Regions from separate parts of the Sus scrofa genome. Here region 2 is linked to region 1. A link is a contact called in public HiChIP or PLAC-seq data. All regions are on one chromosome and are shown on one strand. The core of a region is the stretch at or near the end of the contact, and the rest is flanking DNA. Distances in the headings are between cores, read along the strand shown.

Region 1 (4,177 bases), core at 1,222-3,721:
GGTTACACAGACCTGAGTTCAAATCCCAGCTCCACCTAGTGTACTGACTGAGAAACCCAGCAACAGGTGAGATCTCGGTAGATGACCTGCTCTCCAGCTATAACCTGGGACCAGGTGCCTGCCTGCAGCCCAGGTGTTGTGGGGAAAGCACACCAAAGCCTGGACGTATGAAAACAGGTGAGAGACCTTCTGCTGTCTCCTGCAGAGCTGAGAGTTTGGTGGGGGTGGTGTCCCCAGCCTGGAGGCTGCCTGGCCACAGTATGGGGGCCCTGGGAACCCCCTCCGTGGCCCTTGGCAGCTGGTCACAGCAAGTGGGAGACATTTGGTGCCATCTGGAGTGGCACGTTGTCTTGGGGACCTTCGGCCCAGCTTCTGGGGGCTGAGCCACCTTCCGGGGGGGTCTGGGGTTGAGGGTGTGGCAGGGCCCTGGCTACCAGGTGGGCTGGTACTCAGGCTGGCCTCCAGCCTCCCTTTTCTCCTCAAAGCTTTCCCACTCCCACCCTCCTGCCATCCGCCATCCTGCCTGGAGCTCATTAGCACTTGAATGGGAGGCGGGGCAGCTTGGGCCTCTTGAGTCTCTTCTTCCCACCCCTCCCCCAGGCTAGGCTAGGCTTTGTCTTCCAGGGCCAGTGGTGCAGCCCTGGGGCTCCCAAGCTAGGGAGGGAGTAGGGGGTCTAAGCCATTTCTGACCCCCTCTGGCTGGGTCCTGCCTTGTCCCACTGGGCTCCGCTCCCGCCCATGACTCCAGTGTTGGTGCAGCCAGTAAAAGTCGTACCTCTAGGATAGGAGTGAGAGTGGGTCCTTCAAGGGATAGCCCTGAGCTGGGAGACTGGGCAATTCAAGGTGGTTTTACAAAGAAGGTGACACAGGAGCTCAGCTGAGGGCATCTCATTGAGGGGTAGGAGTGGAGAACCCCAGACAGAGGGCAGAGCAGGTGGTGAGGACAGAGGGAATGCCTGCCGCTGTGGCTGGAGGTGGAAGTCAAGCCAGCTGGGGAGCTTAGGCTTGCCAGGCCCTGAGGCAGTTGAGCCACCCACTGTGCTTGAGTTGAAGCCTAGGCTGCCAGATGGGGCTTGGCATGGTCCAGGACCCCTTCGGGCGTGAACAGCCATTCAGGGTTGGCCCTGGGCTGGCCTGCGGGGCCACCCGGTAGCATCACTGGTATCCTAGGCTTGCAAACTGTTGCCTAGTGACAGCAGGTAATGCTGGGCATGGGGCCTGATGGGTTCCCAGTGAGGTCCTAGGCTCCAGCACCGCAGGGGCTGGTGCATGGGGCAGGTTGGGTCACAGGCCGCACACTGGTCCTGTACACTCTGCCCTTGGTCTCAGTCCCTGGTTGTCTCTCTCGGTCTCGGTCTGTCTCTCTAAAAGGCATCCCTTTTGGCAGAAACAGGATGGAGGAAATGTCCGCATAAGCTCTTAGCCTCTGAGTGATCAAAACTTGTCCCACCACATCCCCAGCAGAGGGCGAGACAATCTGAGTCTGAGTGCTGCCTCCCTGGCAGGATGGGGCAGATGGGGGCAGGGCCCAGGCCAGCTTTGGGCTCAACCTCCCAGTATCTCGGGGCAGGAGAGTCCTAACCTCCAAGTTCAGAGTGGGGAAGGTGTCAGCAGATTTTGGCCAGGCCTCAGCTGATGGGACCTGCCTAAGAAAGCCCTGGGGAGGGCAAGGACTAGGCCCTTTGGTGGTGGCTCTAGAGGCGGCCCCTCCCTCAGCCACAGGTGCAGGGTGGGGCCCCCTCTGCCCAGCCCCACCCCTCCTCTCCAGCCCGCCAGCCTGGAGCTCTTGTTCTTACTAAACCCCAACCCACTCCACCCTCACCCCAATGCTGCTTCTTGGGGCTACAATCATCTTGGTTTGGGAGGAATAACCTCCCCAGAATAACCACACATTCTCTTGGCTGGGCCAGGCCTTCAGTCCTGGGCTTCTGTGTATACTTCCAAGGCTTGGCAGTAAGTGCCGGGCCAGTTTGAGCCAAAGCCCGAAGGTGGGATCATATAAGGCTTGTGAGAAGGTATCCTTGTGGCTTGGAGGATTCCAGAGTGCCAGGGTGCTACAGCAGCACTTACTGTGCGCTGGGCTGGAGGAGGGGCAGTGAGGTCTGCATGGCAGGGCTGGGCCTCTCGGGGAAGTGGTGTCCACACCGGAGGAAAAGGAGGAAGCAGCTGGAGGAGGAGGAGCTCAAAAGAGGAAGAGGCCAGAGGGCTGCTCACACTCTGCACTGGGGTGGGGGGGTGTGAGCCAGGTCATCTGGGGGATTAGAAGGTGAGCCCCACCTGTGCAGGCGCATCTGCATATCTCCCTGGGCCACCCTACTGGTAGTCACTGGGTTGGAGTTAGTCCGCACAGCTCTGACCCTTGTCTTGCCCCAGCAATCACTGGATCCAGGATCTCAGAGAAGGTGGCCCCTCTGAAGAGGATTCCAGGCCCCTCCTCTGACCACAGGAAGTGGTGGCTGGGAGAGGGACGCCGACTGGGGGTGGCTAGCAGGAAAACAGAGGGCTGCTCCTATGTTCCCAAGCGGCCATTGCCCTCCAAAGCCGGAAGGCCGGCTGCAGGCCCAGATGAATGCCCGGAAATGGAGCAGCAGCCCTGGGATTAGCTCACTCTGGGTTTCCCCTGTCTATGGGTAGACAGAGGGGCCCTTGATCCAGCCTAAGGATTCCCCCTGTTACTACCCACTGGGCCTGGGGGTGCTTTCACTGGGCCTCAGTTTCCCCTCTCGTGACAACAGCAGCTGCCTCTCATTAAGCCTTGACTATCGCATAGGGCTGTGAGGCTGGGACTGACATTTTATCCATTTCGTTCATGTGGAAACTGAGGGTCAGGGACATTACGTGACTCACCCAGTAAGCAGAGATACCAAAACATGACCCAGGTGGTGACTCTGAGCGCCTGCCCCCAACTCCTGTAGCCCCTCAGAAGTCTCTGCCCAAGTGGCAAGAATTGGTCAGTCAGGATGACAGACAGATGCTGTGGGTCCTGGTCCATGTCCCCTCACAGTAATACTTAGGTCATAGTCAGGCAACTTAGTGCTTCGCTTTGTCCCTAACATGCTTGTGCCTTCCACCCCCACCCCCCACCCCCCGCCCAGGCTCAGGAGACCAGGGCTGAGGAAGGCTCAGAGACTGTCATGGTCCAGCATGGGGACCCCTGAGCCTGGTCTCAAGACCATGAGTTGTCCAGATGGGGAGAAGGGAGAAATGTCCTGCAGGGAGCCCCCACTAAGAAAGAGCAAAGGCTGTGGTGCGCCCGTGTAAGGTACAAGGTGGTGATTGATGTGTCCATGCTGTGAGTTGGCCACAGCATGAGAGGTGTGGGGAGACTGGCCCTCATGCTTCTTGGCCTCCAAAACCCAAGTTTTCCTGCCTTGTCCTCCCCACAGAGGTTCCCAGAATTCTGCTCTAAGTTGTCAGGCCAAGAGCTGAGGAGCCTAAGAGGCTTAGGAGAGCTACAGCAGAAGCAGTAGATGCATCAGGGTCTTAGTGGGCTCTGAGGTCACTCACAAAGCTGAGAACATGCATCCTCATGGCCAGTCAAGACTTCGGGTCCCAGAGGGCCCACTCCCCACTTTCCTCACCATGTGACCTCAGGCTGTCCTTTCCTATCTCTGTGCCCATCCCTGGGACCTATGATGTCATATTTCTCAGCATGGCCCATGGCTTGTGGGCACATAGACAAACCTTGGGCTTGGACCCTGGAGCAGTTTGGGGTGGGTGTGAAGGCCCAAGGGAGGCTCCTCTTGGCAGGCGTTGGGCTTGGTACCCTCCCTTGTGGGGTACTTTTCGTAGATTGGGCCATGAGGCCCAGGCATGGGCATCTCACCCAAGGTCTGCCACCATGAATGAGGAGAGGTAGGAGTTCCCATGTGGGTCAGTAGGTTAAGTATCTGGTATTATTGTCACTGCAGGGGCCCAGATTGCTACTGTGGCACAGGTTTGATCCTTGGCCCAGGAACTTCCACATCCCCTGGATGCATCCCCCAAAAAGGAATTCCCGTTGTGGCTCAGTGGGTTAAGGATCCGACTAATATCCATAAGGATGTGGGTTTGTTCCCTGGCCTCACTCAGTGGGTTAAAAATACGGTGTTGCTGTGAGTTGTGGCATAGCTTGCAGATGCAGCTCGGATCTAGCATTGCTGTGACTGTGGTGTAGGCCAGCTCCGGATTCAACCCC
Region 2 (4,177 bases), core at 686-3,185, 33 kb after region 1:
CCTCAGCTGGAATGGGTTGGAATCCTTGAGCCATCCTGAGTCTTGAAACTGTTGGAACCTAGAAGGCGCAAACTTAACCCCAAGGTTAAACAGGGGCCAAAAAGGAGGATAGTAATAGCCACTAAATGGCCCAGAGTGGGCAGGAACCAAGTTCATTTGGGGAGGCATTCCCTAACTGATGACCACACAGCTGGTGGTATCTCCCCTGCCAAAAATGTGAAGCTGTTCTGCTTGGGTGTGTATTTCTATAATATTAACATTTCTCCTGTCTCATTGATTCAGGTGCAGGAGGAAGTATTAAGTTATCCCACAAATTCTGCGTTTTTCTGTCAAAAGGCAATTAAGAGCTAAACGATTATCTAGAGTTAAATTAGCCAACGAAACAAGAGCAGCCTTAAGTCCCATTAAGGCCTACCCTGTCTGGATTATCACATAACCAAGCTGTCTGGTGAGACTGCTCAGTGTTGCTTCCTGATAGATAAAGTCTCCCTGTGGAGCTGCAGTCCTGTGGCTAGCCTTGCCACTGCTAAGATCATTGCTCCTGCTCTCTGGGTTTGGTGGTGAAAATCCCTCTTATCCCTCTAGTTCCCTCTCCTGTGAAGGGGACATCATCACTGCAGTTAGAGGCCATAGGTTGATTGAAAAAGGTCAGGCTCTGGCTATAATTCCATAACACAGGGTGGTTTGGGTGTCTGCAGAACAAAGCCCTTCAGAGGTGCAGAAGTGAATGTCTGCCTCATGGTTATTTGGAGCTGGGAGTCCTTGAAGAACAAAGCTATTGCTAGTATGTGTGCAACTCGGGGAAAAGAAACCATTCTTTTGGTCGTTTAGACCATATGATGTCATAAAAGTCTTAATAAAAATGCTCCAGTATGATTTTGTCAGAGAGCAGAGGCGGGAAAGTCAGCTCACTATTTGTTCCGTATCCCACAAGTGGGTTGAATTTGATTTCAAGGAGATGGAAAATTTCCTTATTTGAAACAGCACACATGGGTGAGGTTGTAAGTACAGCGTATTGTTGTATAAGAAGCAGAACAGCTGATATAATTATACCTGGGGGCGGGAGTGCATTGGGGGTGTGTGAAACAAATGCCATTTGTGGAATTTAACTTAGTGTGCCCCATGCCTTGGGTCCCATTGTATGGGGGAGTCAGGTAAAAGCCCTGGGATAGCCCCCTGGAAGGTGCGAGTGTGCCTAGCAGAGGTCAAGGGAGTAGTGATTTAGGTAGTCATCGGAAATTGTAGGTTCAGGTGAAATGCAAGAGAAAGGCTACTAGCCAGCTGGGACTGTTGATGGCATGGCCAGCATTCTTGTAAATATTCCTCTTTGAATATGATTTTGGAAATGTTAAGTGAGTTTTCTTGTCATTGTCCCTATTCCACCCCTAGCCTGGGAACTTCCTTATGCTGTAGGTGTGACTCCTAAAAAAAAAAAAAAAGGGAAAGAAAGTCATTTTCCTGCCTGCAATGTCAAGGGTGACTCGAGGCTCCCTTGGAGCAATGAGGATGCATTGTCTTAGGATCTGGAGCCCACCAGGTCCTTGGGGCATGTTGGTTGATCATTTGGTCTGTAGGTCCCTCTGTGTGATGGTATCTCACCCCAATTTCACCAGGAACTCGGGCTGCTTAGGGTTGTTTCTTTGTTGCCCACAAGAGGGAGCTTGCAACAGGCCCCCCCCTCCTTCTGACAAAAGGCACACTGGTTTCCCCCCAGGTGGCTCCTAGGCTGTCTGCCTGGGTTTGTCAGCCCTTTAGGGTCCCCTCGACGACACAGTGGGTCAATCACAGCAGCCCAAAGCCGTGTTTTCTTCACTGGCCTCTGTTAAGTCTCACTGCTGAGGATGGACCTTGAAGGCCTCCTCTACCAAGGCTGACAGCGGGGTTTGGGGCCCAGCCTCAAGCTTTTGTAACTTTCTCCTGAGCGCGGGAGCAGACTGGGTGGTCAAATGCAGGGCTAAGGGCGATGTCCCTTGTGCAGACTCAGGGTCTTAATTGGTGCCCTTCCTGAATGCCTGTCACCCGGCTCAGGAAGACTGCTGGGTTTCCCTCTTTGGGTTCTGCGTCACTTCTGGGACCTTGTCAGAATCTAGGCTTTGCCATCCACCTTTTCATTGCTTCTGACAGACGAGAAATATACTGTCCCATCCTGGCCTGTGTGCTTGTGACCTTCCGAGTGTTACCCCTGCTTGAGCCATGTGGTGGTGTGGATTGGTGGCCACTGGGCTCTCTGTGTGGTTTAGGGGTGTCTTTGCCTCCTTCTGATAAAAGGCACACTGGTTTTAGCCCAGGTATTTTCTTGTGCACAGGAGTCCATTCAATGTCTTGGTTACCATGGGGGACATCACTGGAGGTATGAGGAGGTTTGTTCGGCTGAAGGCTCCATGTCCCTGCACGTGTGAGTAGCAGGGTGTCCTGGGAAAGACCGTGGCCCCAGGCCCTCGTTGAGGTACATCCTCCCCTGGGCTCCAGCACCAGGCAGAGTCCAGGCTGGTCTATGTGGGTCACTCCGCCCCTTCCCATGGTGTTGCCCCCTCTAAATATAGCCCAGTGGGCTGAGCTCAGTTCTATTTTCAGTGCAGGCTGGGAGGTGGCCAGGCCTTCTCCGGGGTCATAGGAGCCACTTCTACTCCCTCCTGTCCTGCTACTGGGCACGCTCATCGGCTCCTGGCTGCCCACCCACCCACCATGCCCGAAGGAACCCAAGAAGGTAGGAAAATAACTTGAAGGGAGGGTAAGGCCCCAATCCTCTGACTCTGTGGACCATGGAGAAACCTGGCCTCTGTCCCACTGACCTCATTTTCTTGACTCGTCATTAATCACTATATCCCAGAAGAGAGACCTGCCCCCGCTGCGCATGAAGGAACGGCTTACTGAGTCTGGAAAGCCTCTTCAGCTCAGGCCTATTCCTCCTGCAAGGGACTGCAGGGGGTGCTTAGAGGAGCTTCCCCACTTGGGGGAAGAGTAAACCAGAGCCTGTGCTTAAGTGGGCCAGGCAGTCTGGCCAGTGCAGTTCTTCCTTCGGGGAGGACACTGGGATTGGGGGTGGGCAATGGTTTTGGATAGCGTTTGGGTGCATGGCCCAGGGACTGGGAGTGTATAGGATTCTAGCCTGAAATGTGGGCTAAAAAGTTGGGGTCCCTTGGCCTGGCCTGTCTGACTTCTAGTTAAGACTTTGGTGGCTACCACTCATTGCCCCACTGTATTCAAGAGGGATGGAGGGTTGGAGGGACAAGAGCATTGACTTGGGAAGCTTCAGATACAGTGCTGCTCCAAGGCTCCAGCCTGATCTAATCACTCCTCCCATCACATTTTCAGCATTTTATACTGGATGGGAGGGGCCTGGCCCCGGGTGTGGGGGCGTCTTAACAATAACATTTACTAGGGTTTTTCCTGGTAACAGAATCCAAGTTCAGTTTAAAGTGTGTGAAAAGCACAGCCAAGTGCAAAGAGGGAATTTAATATGAACCTCAAACTACCATCACCCAGTCATAATGACAGCCAGTACCTGTTTTTGTTTCACTTTTTTTTTTTTTTGGTCTTTTGTCTTCTTGGGGCCACATCCACAGCATATGAAGGTTCCCAGGCTAGGGGTCAAATTGGGGCTGAAGCTGCCGGCCTACATCACAGCCACAGCAACTCGGGAGCCAAGTTGCATCTGCGACATACACCACAGCTCACGGCAACGCTGGATCCTTAACCCACTGAGCGAAGCCAGGGATCAAATCCACATCTTCATGGATCCTATTCAGGTTCATTAACTACCGAGCCACAATGGGAACTCCTGTTTCACTTTCTTTTGAGCATGGCAGAGGCCCGTTTGAAGCAAATCACAAAGGTTGAGGTACTGTACTGAAAGTGATAGGCCCAGAGTCCAGTCACCCTTGCCTGTGTCAGGAGGTATCCCTGCAGTGTCCCTCCATTTGACATCTGAAGATCTCAAGGGGCCAAGATTTAAAGGAGGGGGAAAAAAAAAAAAACACAAAAAACCCCAGAATACAATGTTTAGAAATCACAAAACAAACACTCCACTGGGTCTGAAAATAATTAAAATTACAGAAAAAGTACACAGATTGCAGTGACTACATGGGCAGAGGCTGTGAACTAGGAAGCCACACACATATTGGTCAGGCTCCCCAAGCAAAGAAAACCAACCAAATTGGTCAAGAAAAGCCTTTCC

What was found. HiChIP or PLAC-seq counts read pairs in DNA pulled down with a chosen protein or histone mark.
Region 2: an H3K27ac HiChIP or PLAC-seq map of alveolar macrophages shows a contact between it and region 1, with 2.2 times the contacts expected there. The contact joins the promoter of LSMEM2 here to the enhancer-like site in region 1. A contact is called at or near these places in 3 of 5 promoter capture datasets (fetal liver, fetal skeletal muscle and liver), 20 of 47 Hi-C or Micro-C datasets (adipocytes, alveolar macrophages, blood and 11 more) and 2 of 2 datasets of contacts at active chromatin or transcription factors (alveolar macrophages and skeletal muscle).

What each region holds. Positions count from the first base shown.
Region 1 is chr13:32,717,125-32,721,301 of Sscrofa11.1, forward strand. The region is part of intron 1 of GNAI2 (G protein subunit alpha i2); the gene reads left to right. Among named protein-coding and RNA genes, the nearest start is that of GNAI2, 6.3 kb to the left of the region's middle. Within about 2 kb of position 2,472, at least 35 of the 83 cell types and tissues checked have an H3K27ac peak or open chromatin away from gene starts, as enhancers often do. A contact at or near this core is called in alveolar macrophages, fetal liver, fetal skeletal muscle and 6 more, where this site is marked.
Region 2 is chr13:32,750,580-32,754,756 of Sscrofa11.1, forward strand. LSMEM2 (leucine-rich single-pass membrane protein 2) reads left to right here and starts at 1,936. Exons shown (of 5, transcript XM_021068814.1): 1 at 1,936-2,395; 2 at 2,575-2,707. The coding sequence starts at 2,332.